3 separate regions of the Mus musculus genome follow, and regions 1 and 2 are each linked to region 3. Evidence: chromatin contacts called from public HiChIP or PLAC-seq data. All regions are on one chromosome and are shown on one strand. The core of a region is the stretch at or near the end of the contact, and the rest is flanking DNA. Distances in the headings are between cores, read along the strand shown.

The links. HiChIP or PLAC-seq counts read pairs in DNA pulled down with a chosen protein or histone mark.
Region 1: a contact with region 3 is called in an H3K27ac HiChIP or PLAC-seq map of oligodendrocyte precursor cells, with 7 times the contacts expected there. The contact joins two enhancer-like sites. A contact is called at or near these places in 5 of 39 promoter capture datasets (the 3T3-L1 cell line, the C10 cell line, hippocampal neurons and 2 more), 3 of 15 datasets of contacts at CTCF or cohesin (embryonic stem cells, large pre-B cells and pro-B cells), 25 of 484 Hi-C or Micro-C datasets (the AtT-20 cell line, MC3T3-E1-derived osteoblasts, Th2 cells and 15 more), 5 of 115 datasets of contacts at active chromatin or transcription factors (Th17 cells, embryonic forebrain, embryonic stem cells and 2 more) and 1 of 9 other capture datasets (embryonic stem cells).
Region 2: a contact with region 3 is called in an H3K27ac HiChIP or PLAC-seq map of stem cell-derived neural progenitor cells, with 4 times the contacts expected there. The contact joins two enhancer-like sites. A contact is called at or near these places in 3 of 115 datasets of contacts at active chromatin or transcription factors (T-cell acute lymphoblastic leukemia, astrocytes and stem cell-derived neural progenitor cells).

Annotation. Positions count from the first base shown.
Region 1 is chr4:9,135,004-9,138,250 of GRCm38.p6, forward strand. It overlaps Gm50597 (a long non-coding RNA gene), which reads left to right. Exons shown (of 2, transcript XR_001784233.1): 2 at 707-1,170. Gm34288 (a long non-coding RNA gene) reads right to left here. Exons shown (of 4, transcript XR_881105.2): 2 at 461-521. Among named protein-coding and RNA genes, the nearest start is that of Gm34288, 6.0 kb to the right of the region's middle. Within about 2 kb of position 1,383, at least 95 of the 459 cell types and tissues checked have an H3K27ac peak or open chromatin away from gene starts, as enhancers often do. A contact at or near this core is called in cerebellum, neural progenitor cells and oligodendrocyte precursor cells, where this site is marked.
Region 2 is chr4:8,937,744-8,941,071 of GRCm38.p6, forward strand. No RefSeq gene overlaps it. Among named protein-coding and RNA genes, the nearest start is that of Gm46842, 29 kb to the left of the region's middle. Within about 2 kb of position 1,563, at least 75 of the 459 cell types and tissues checked have an H3K27ac peak or open chromatin away from gene starts, as enhancers often do. A contact at or near this core is called in stem cell-derived neural progenitor cells, where this site is marked.
Region 3 is chr4:8,372,703-8,375,665 of GRCm38.p6, forward strand. It overlaps Gm42252 (a long non-coding RNA gene), which reads right to left. Exons shown (of 3, transcript XR_881096.1): 3 at 2,232-2,525. Among named protein-coding and RNA genes, the nearest start is that of Gm42252, 46 kb to the right of the region's middle. Within about 2 kb of position 1,644, at least 32 of the 459 cell types and tissues checked have an H3K27ac peak or open chromatin away from gene starts, as enhancers often do. A contact at or near this core is called in cerebellum, neural progenitor cells, oligodendrocyte precursor cells and 1 more, where this site is marked.

The sequences.
Region 1 (3,247 bases), core at 133-2,632, 760 kb after region 3:
CCTACAACAAGGTTCAGGAAAAGGTTAACGAGAGCAGTAAGACAGAAAATTACAACAAACGTTAATAGTCATTTTCTCTTGTTTTCTAAATGTCTTTCTGAAAGTGTAGATCTTAACAATGTTACTAGACGTTTTGTTCTTTTCTTATTAAGCTTATTATTATAGCACCTTCCCATTTATCAAAAGCACTTTCCAACTTGTCTTTGGCACGCCTAAATTCCTAGCATTGCCTGTCTTGCTCGAAGGGGTTGTTGTACAAGTAAATTTGGTTTACTGAGCACAAACTTTGTGATACCTCAATAAGCGAGCTGAGGGTCACGTGAGTAACGGGAAGGTAGCCTATATAGTGTGGATACAGAGAACAAAGGTTCGATTCTCATTCCAGATAGGAAGGGACTGGATACTGTGAAGTGTCATTGCCCCACTTAGAATAGCATTCAATACAAAACGTACAACTTACTTATGTATGGAACTTTCCACGTAACATTTTCAGAACGTGGGTGAGGACAGATAATTGAAACCTGGAAAAGAAAGACTGCTGGAGTGATGTGGGTTGGGCTAGCTGAGTAGAGGGATTGGGTTCCCATTGTGAGGATTTTATGGGGCTTGTGGCTGGTGGCATACGTTTGTATTTTATCCTCAGATCCGACCTGTCCACCCTATGCACTGTCGCTCTTTTCAACTTGACCTCATTTGACCTTGTCAGGCATCTTCAACATCCATCAGTCCTTCAGGGAGGAAAGCCTTTGGACACATGGCTTCTCGCCATTATTGGTGTGCAGACAACTTGAAAATTGGCAGAGGAATCCATGCTGGCGAAAGAGCAGTTGAAAGACCCTCAGAAGAGGTCGGGATGCCCTTGGAGGAGGTAGAAAACTTCATGTGTTCCACGCTTCTCACAGCCCCGCTGGGCTCCTGTGGCTTCTCAGTGTCTCATTTCCAGGCTATGCCGGTGCTCCACTCGCCAGCAGAGGGCAGCATTGAGACATCAACGAAGGCGGACTTGGGCGCGCGACCGCCGGGAAGCAGAGCCTCAGGATGGCTGCTTGTCGGAAGCTTTAACCTTTTAAGCAATTCTCCGGGGAGCCCTTCCTGTCATGTGTGGGCTGCCCTAAAATGAGCAGGTGATAGAAATGAAATATTAAACAATTCTGTTCTGCAAAATGAAAATGAGTTGTCATTTAGCATTTTTATCAGTCGATGACACATTCTTCCAGCTTCAGAAGGATTTTGTGAAAATGCAGGAGACAGTGAACTCATTTACCACCAAATCCTCAAGAATCACACGTGGGGGCGCCGTCATCAGGGGCAGGGGTGCAGGGCAGGCCAAGGCTGAGCCTTCAGGGCCGAGGGGCTGGGATCTGGGACCTGTGACGCAGGCCAAGGATGCAATTGTCCTGGATAGCAATACCGAGGAAGCAGGCACATCTCCAGCAAGGCTGTGTGTGGCCAGGCAGAAGGCAAGTCAGCTCACAGAATAATGAAAGGAGCTGAAGGTGGTGAAGTGAGGGCTGCGGGCAAGCTCGCTGGTCGCAGGAATCTCTTTCATACTGCTTTCAGAAGCACCAGCAGTGATGCCGAGCAGGGTTTTGTTTTTGTTTTTGTTTTTGTTTTTGTTTTTGTTTTTGTTTTTGTTTTGTGATTTTCACCTAGTGGCTTTGGTGGCAGCGAAGTCCACTCTGAGCTCAGGCTGTCAAAAGGGCGCTTTGCAGGAACCTGAGAGGGTCTCCAAGCAGAGCTGCAGGGAAGGGTGGGCCCCAGCCTTCCCCGGAAGCTCTTCAGCAGATTAAATCATGGCGTCTTTGGTAGAGGATTCCTGGCTGCCACACAAACAGCCCCTGCTTCCCCGTTTCCAGTGCGATTTATTTCTCTACAGACGGTATTGATTCTTTCCTCTATCCGATCGCTCCTGGGCCTGTGTAAATGAAAGCCCTCTTGTGTAATAGTCATGCCTATAGCTGGGCGATTTGGGCAGGCAGCTGCGTGTTACATGACCCTGTGAGAAGCGATGCATTTTGCTGGATAGATACAGTCGAAGCAAATGTTTGCAACTCATCTAGCAGCCCAACCTGTATTTACGAAATATTCACCCTGTTTTTTTTTTCCCCCTTTGAGTCAAAACAGCTCAAGAATATTTCTGTTATAATATTCATATGAAGGGGCTAGTGGCAGAATGAGATCATTATCTGTTGAGCCAGGTGCTGCCCTCTGTGTTACTGAGGGAAACAATCCAGACTTGTGCTCGGTTTGAGTTCATTTGAACTCATCCAGATGGGACTAACAATAATACCTGTTCCAGGTGGGTACAGATGCATCTGACATAAAATGGACCCAAAGCATCTGCCCCCTTTGGGTCCTGCATAGTGTGAGCCCCATTCTCCATTAGCCCCTCCTTTTCCTCTCCTTTCCTCCTTGGTCTCTCCCTTTGATTCAGTAAAGTGATCTCACTGAGACATTGACACCAAGAGAGCCTTGACCTCGCTTGGATATTTATTACTTAAGAAAGGTCAGTGCGATCAATAAAGGCATCAAACATATTTCTGGCTTTTTTTTTTTACTATTTTATTTCTGCATTTATTTATATAGTAGATGTTGACACACACACACACACACACACACACACACACACACACCACATTCTCTTTTCCTCCCCACACCCTCATAGCGTGTAGTAATGGGTATATGTTAGCTAGCCACTACCCACATTTGCAAACCTCTTGTGAAGCCCCAGGTTGTGTGAACACGGACTGACATTTTTATCTTTGTTTTTCTGTTTGTACATAGTATCAGGAGTAAATGAGATTTTGTTCACTTCTCTCCACATCTGATTTGATAATTTAAACCAAACCAATCCAAACTAAACCATCTACTCGATCCTTGCCTTCCCTCCACAGTAAGGGTGGAAGTCAGCTGCTGATGTAAGGGCATAGCTCGGCCACTGTGTGATGATAAAAAAAGGTCTTGTTTCGGGCTGAGCTCCTGTGGGGCTTCCCTCTCTTTGTAGAATACCGGAGGGTCTGAAGGTGGCCATCTATTTTGGCCATTTAATTTCATTAGCTATGACTGTTTTTATGTGTTGGGGCTCCTCACAGGCACATGTGCCCAGTGTCTCATGTGTCCAGGTCTCCTCTGGGTCATAGACTTGTGTGTTGTTTTTGCCAGTTCCCACAGTGCCCATGACATAAGCTTGCCAGGAGGAAAGGACCCACGAAGAGCCACTGACTGAGAATCATCCCTGGAAGGAAAG
Region 2 (3,328 bases), core at 313-2,812, 560 kb after region 3:
AGAGAAGAAAGGCTAGAGAGAAAGAGAGAGTAAGAGGGAGAGAGTGAGAGGAGAAGAGAGAGGAGAGTAAGGGGATTAAGAGCAAGAGAGTAAGAGAGTGAGGAGGGGCCAAACAGCCCTTCTCATGGTGTGCCGTTATCTTTACTGTTGCTAGGTAAGTGGGGAGGTCTAGCCTGAAGGTCAGAAACTTGGGACATTGCCTACTTGACTAAAAGCCATGCATCTCCTGTGGGGGCTGTGGGGGCGGTAACTTCGACAGGAGCCAGAGTTCTAGGAGACATGAGAGAATTCTTTCTGTCCCATGTAGGTGAATTATCACCACCAGGTCCTGGGGTTCAACATCTAGCCTCAACTGGAAACCAGGCTGTCAGTGCATAGCCCAGTGCCCCACAGGTCTGCCCACTCTCCATGCCAGAAGTTTAGTCCATGGTGTGAGCATCAAGAGGCAGGGAAATCAAGGACCAACCTGGTAATGCAGATATCAACAAGCTTCTTCAGCATACCTGTAGTGGGATTCCTTACCATCTAACCACTGTGTCTGTCTTCCACAGATCCCTGCCAGAGGAGGTGGTATTCAAAGCAAGGCCAAGAGCCAGTCTGGACTCCCTCCTCTGGTCAAGTTCATGTATCAGCAAACATCTAGGCCTGCTATTTTGTCTCTTCAATACCTCTTGATCCTTTTCTTCTCTTCACTTCGAGGCTGCAGCTGCCACCTGCATGGCCCCATTATTTTTCCCCCTTCTATCACTGGCCACAGCTACACTGTAAAAAGGAAGGTCTGATTACAATGCATCTTTATATTGCACTTGAAGCTTGTGTCTCCCAGGCCTTAGGAACCATCAGACCCTTTGCTCCTCAACTTTTATGTTCTTTGCCCTGTTTTCTGGAAACCATCTTTTGTTTTCTTTTGTTTACTAGGACAAAGCTCAGCTCTTCTTGGCCTTCCTTCTAGAGAACCCGCTCTCTCCGTTGCCTAGGTTAGCTCCCTGGTTTCTGCTCACAGCTCTCGGACCTTCATGTCAGGGACACTCGTGTACCCTGTTGTTCTTTCTCAATTGCATGCTCTTATTCTCTTCTGAGCTAGAAGCCCTGTGAGACAGGAGGGGGCATCTTCATGGCTAGCATGGGTTTCTCAGCACCATGAGCTCTCAAATAATTGGCAAGTGAAGAAAATGATAGATGGAGCCTTGGCTCTCAGTCCACCCTTAAAAATATCTCCAGCCTTCCCTCACAGCAACACACAGCACTTGCTCCTGCCGGGCTCCGTTCCAGTTGGCAGACCTTTATAAATCGAAAGTAATACGATAATAGAGGCACCTTTGTTTAGGGTAATATTTCTTTCCTATTATGGCCAGTCCAGTCCCAAGACATTTCCTGATGTACTCAAGTGACATCAGTGCCAGGATGTCACCTATTTCCTCTTATGCCATGTTTGTCCTTTTGCTGTGTCATTAGAGTTCTGTAAAAATAGCTGACCAACAGCAGTACATAGAGTCCCCTGTGCTGCCTGGGAACTGTCCACCCTATGGAGGTCCACAGCTGCTCCCGGACATTCCACGAGATGCATGCTCTCATCTTCTGGGAACAGAAGGGGCATTTGTTCCCTGAGCCCACTCTGGAGGGACAGCTGAGTCCCCAGTCCAGCCAGGTCAGCCTGTCCCTGAGCTTCAGGGTCTAGTTTCACACAACAAGTGATTGAGCTTAATTGACAGGTGTGAAGTATGTTCTTTCTAACCCCACTAGATTCACTTCTGCCTGTAGGGGTGAAACAAACTCACTTGGGAGCCCAATTAGCATATTGTGTGTGTGTGTGTGTGTGTGTGTGTGTAGAGAGAGAGAGAGAGAGAGAGAGAGAGAGAGAGAGAGAGAGAGAGAGAGAGAGAAAGACAGATGTGTTTCTGTGAGAAAGTGTTTGGAAAGAGTCTCAGATGCAGAGAGTCAGAAATGGAAACAGAATCTCCAAGGGGAGAGGGGAGGAGCAGAGAAATAGACAGAAGGCAGCAGGGGATGAGAGACGCAGAAAGCTTCGGCCGGAGAGATAGTCAGATAAGAGAGCTGGGAGCTTCTGCACATGGGCACCGCTGGTGGCCTTTTAGGTGGGTTAAGTGCACACAAATGGAAAATGGGGTAGGGTAGAATGTCAGTCCCATCTGGAGGACCATGTGTGAGGTAAGGACAAAATGAGCATCTGTATAGTTGTTAATGTATTCCCAGGGGCTGGCAGGGGCTGGGGGATTCTGGAAGGGAGAAGGACTAAGTCAGATGAGACTGGAAGGTTTGCGTTTCTGTGGCAGAAGACATCTGCCTCAGCCCTAGTCAGCTCTCTTGCACACACATGAGGCTGGGGGACATGCTAAAATGAACCTAATCGTGATGCTGGGGCTGGGATGCTCCAGAGAGGAGAACTAACTCTACATGGAGGAAAAGAATTCTCTGGGATGTTTTGAGGGGACCCTAGCATAGAGTGAACCAGAAAGTCCAGGCAACACTCAAATAAAGCCTTTTGGGACTGTCTACTGGCTTCTGAGTGGGGACAGGTGTCACATCTGCCCATTCCTTGTGCTTCATAGATTCTCATTGGATGGAAACATTATCACCTCCATTGTGGGGCTGGAGATATGATGCACAGAGAAGTTAAACAACTTCCAGAACACGGTGCCATTTATAAAAGACAGAAGTGGGCTTTGAGCCCAGAAGGTCCATACTCAGTCCTGATACCCAGTGTGTGCTCCTGTAAGCCACAACTGAGTTCTCAAAACAGCCTCGGTTCTATTTTTTTCTTTTTTAAATTCTTCTTGAGACAGTGTCTTACTATGTAGTCCTGGCTGTCCTGGAACTCGATCAATAGACCAGGCTCATCTGCAGCTCAGCAATCCTCCTGCCTCTGTTTCTCGAATGCTGATATTGCTCAGTTCTTTGATTATGTTCTTCCCAGGGAGGATAGAGGAGGCCATGGAAGATAACAGAAGAGCTTACCTCCTGTTCTGGCTCTGCCATTTCTAGTTCCAAGATTGTGAAGTTGACTGTCCGGGCTTCAGTCAGGAGCAATAAGCAAGTGTATGGATCCTGGCACCACACTATCTGCCCCTCCATGACTACCAGATGGCTGCCTTTGTCCTTTAGATGGGGTCAGCCACACATCCACTCATTCCTGGTAGAATGAGGCTTTTCCATGAGGCTGTGAGAGTGACATGGTTCATGTCTTTATCATGCCTGGCATGAAGTAAGCTGCCAATACATGTCACTTGTAGTTTTCATCTGTGAGATGATACCATTTTTATTTTACACAGCATCCTCTTTACATGTGCACAGGGGATATGTTCCAGAA
Region 3 (2,963 bases), core at 394-2,893:
AAATGTCTAAGACACATCTGAAAAGGAAAGTGACTTCTGAGATCTCAAAGCACTTATAGCTAGAATTTCGCAAAGTAGCATGCGGCCTCAGCCAGTCAAGGGAAGCCAGCAAACACATATGCCCTTACAATACATTACTTACCTACCACATGTTTACATTAAACTTTGCTTGTCAGATCACATTGTAAAAACAGATTATCATCATCATCATCATAAGTGTTCTCATATAGAAATGTAAGTATTCTAACTTCATGGCTTTGACCCACTAGAAAGTAAGATATTGAGTCAGCAAATCAACAGTTGCTGAACAGGGTTTTATCAAGGCATTAAAAAAGGTTTCCTCATAGGTCTACAATACAGGACCACCCTCCTACCCTCAGGGAAACCAGGACCTGGGAAGCTGGGCTCTATTCCTTCTGGGCATTTGCCAAACCACACTAATTCATACAGTCAAACTAGAGGGTGACAATTCATGCATTATCTCTTCAAAGGCATTTGTATTGCTTATGACTGGACATCTAGTTGGCAAGATGCCACTACCCCTGGTCTATTAGTAGTCAGAGAGCAGATATCCATGGTAAATATCTCAGTAGTTAGTTGAATGCTTTGTTGACAGAAGAATAGGATTCACCACCTGGAAGGCTAGAAATCAGAGACTAATTTGAAAAAAAAAAAAAAGAGAGAGTGGGGTGGGGTGACCACAAGGTGTGTAACTCTGTTCCAGTTCAAATGTGGGTTTCAAAGTCAAGCTTAAAGTTAAAAAAATCAATCTCCAGGGAGCCACTTACTAAATTTGAAATTTGTGCCATGGGATAAGTTTCAAATTTCTCTAAACCCCAACTTGTTGATTTGTAAACAGGAATAATATACCAGTAGTGACAAGATTAGGATTTGGGAAAATGCCGCCCAGATTGCAGCACAAGGCATGGAATACCTTGCCCCATACACAGGAGTTCTCATCATTTCACTTCATAAGTTGAGACTGATTAGCTCTGCAGTCATAACATCTTTAACTAGAAGGGACGCTCGGGATCTCCCAGCCAACTACGACTCTTTAGCATCCAGCCAAGCAGAGGTAACTGTGTAGGGCCCAGGACTTCTTCCAAGATACTCAGTGTTGGACAGAAAGCTTCCATTAGGACCATTGCCAATGAAAGTGAGGATGGAAAACAGGCCATGTGTATCAAAATATGAACTAATTTTTTTCTTGCATGATTGGATTTCTGAGTGCTGGTTGTCCTCCTGGAAACTCCCTTTGAAGGTGACACCTTCTTAAAGACACTTTGAAAACAAGCTCCCTCCAAAATCTCTTACAGAGCACAGCTGTTAAAATCCAGTAGCCAGGTAGATATGAGCAATTTCTTTCCAACGTAACTAATAAATGAGAAGCTGCTCTCAAAGCCTCAGCTAGCATCACTTAAGCCTGGGAAGTGCACGGTGACACTCAGCTGGTGCCTGGCACTGGTGGAGATATCACTGAAGTACTGAAGGCCATGCCAGGAGTCACAACTGTGCCACCTGCATTCTGGCTGGGAATCACAAGCCTGCCAGAAAAAGTCAAACAAGCCTGGTTTGTCCTTTTCCTGATCCTGGGGGCTAGAGGACACTGTTAACTATCTGCTCCACCTCCCATCTGCAGCTCAACCTTGCTCACAGAGTCACTGTCCTCCCTAAGACCCACATGGTTCCCCTTGCCAAGTGGTGCCAATCAAGAGCACCTGCCTTCCCAACTCGATTATTAAGGACTTTAATGGAGTCTGTTTTCCCAGGGTGCTTCCATATCCTTGAGAGGACATTGACGCCCCATGGAAGGAAACAAACATTGTCATCACTGACCTTGGAGTCAAGAGAGATACCTTTTCAGGTTTATGGACTAATAAATGGTGCCATCTAACCTCCATGTTATGCTTCCATCAAGAACATACAAAATAAACACATGAAAACAGACAGCTTTCTAGTGAGCATTTCTAATCAAAGTTGCTTTCTCTGAAGGCAGTGACCTCTGTGTAGCTGGTTCCAATAAGGAGCTACTCTCTGGTCTCTGTATGGATAGACAGCACTGACCTCAGAACCTCCGTTCATTGCACAGTCCTCCTTGGACCAACAAGCCTCTCATTGTAAGGCATGCTGGGTTCCAGTGGATGTCAAAAGCCCCATTCTATCCTGGGTGGCTCATTCACATAAAGGAGACCCACACACGCTCTGCTGCAGACAGGGACAGACCTAGCTCTGCAGATGTCCCTGCCACTTCCCTGTCACTTTCACCCATCACAAAAACTTGGATCTCTTTCCAGAGACTTGCACAAAGCTCGATTCAGACTCTGCCTGTAACTGGTGCACACTTGGCCTGCAGATGGACAGAGATGGAGAAGAAGGAGTCCCAGTGTTTCTCGACACTTGCCTGGGAAAGCTTGGGAATTCCTGGCTTCTTTACCAGCTTCAGCTCTGGCTTGGGGGGAAAAAAGCAGCAAGCCAGAAAGTTGCCAATGGTTTCATTCAGTCCGTGAGACTGGGTTATTGCAAGTCTGTGTGTAAGAGACAACCAATACACAAAAGTCAGGAAATCCAGGAAAGCCATTCCCACACCCACTGAGGCATCCCACACATAGGTGACCCTTGTCCCTGCCTGGGCTCTGGGCTCTGAGCTGTGTCCTTGGCAGAGTCTTGGTGGAAGCAATGCTGGGGTATGTCAGTTAGGAACTGGGCTAAAGGAAAAAAAATGACCTCTGTATTCATTACGCTACAATATAACTCTTACTAATCAGTTATTTTAAATTTGGTCATAGGCACTGAGAAGTACACAAATGGTTAGTGAAGTGCTTGATAAAATATTTACAACACAGATAAACCTCTGTAATCAATATTTTGTCATGGACCTCGGCAATGCCAGCACTCAGAAGCCGTGAGCATACTCTCCCCCATCCCTATTATAATAACAAAGGCTGGCCATAGAAATTGGCAAG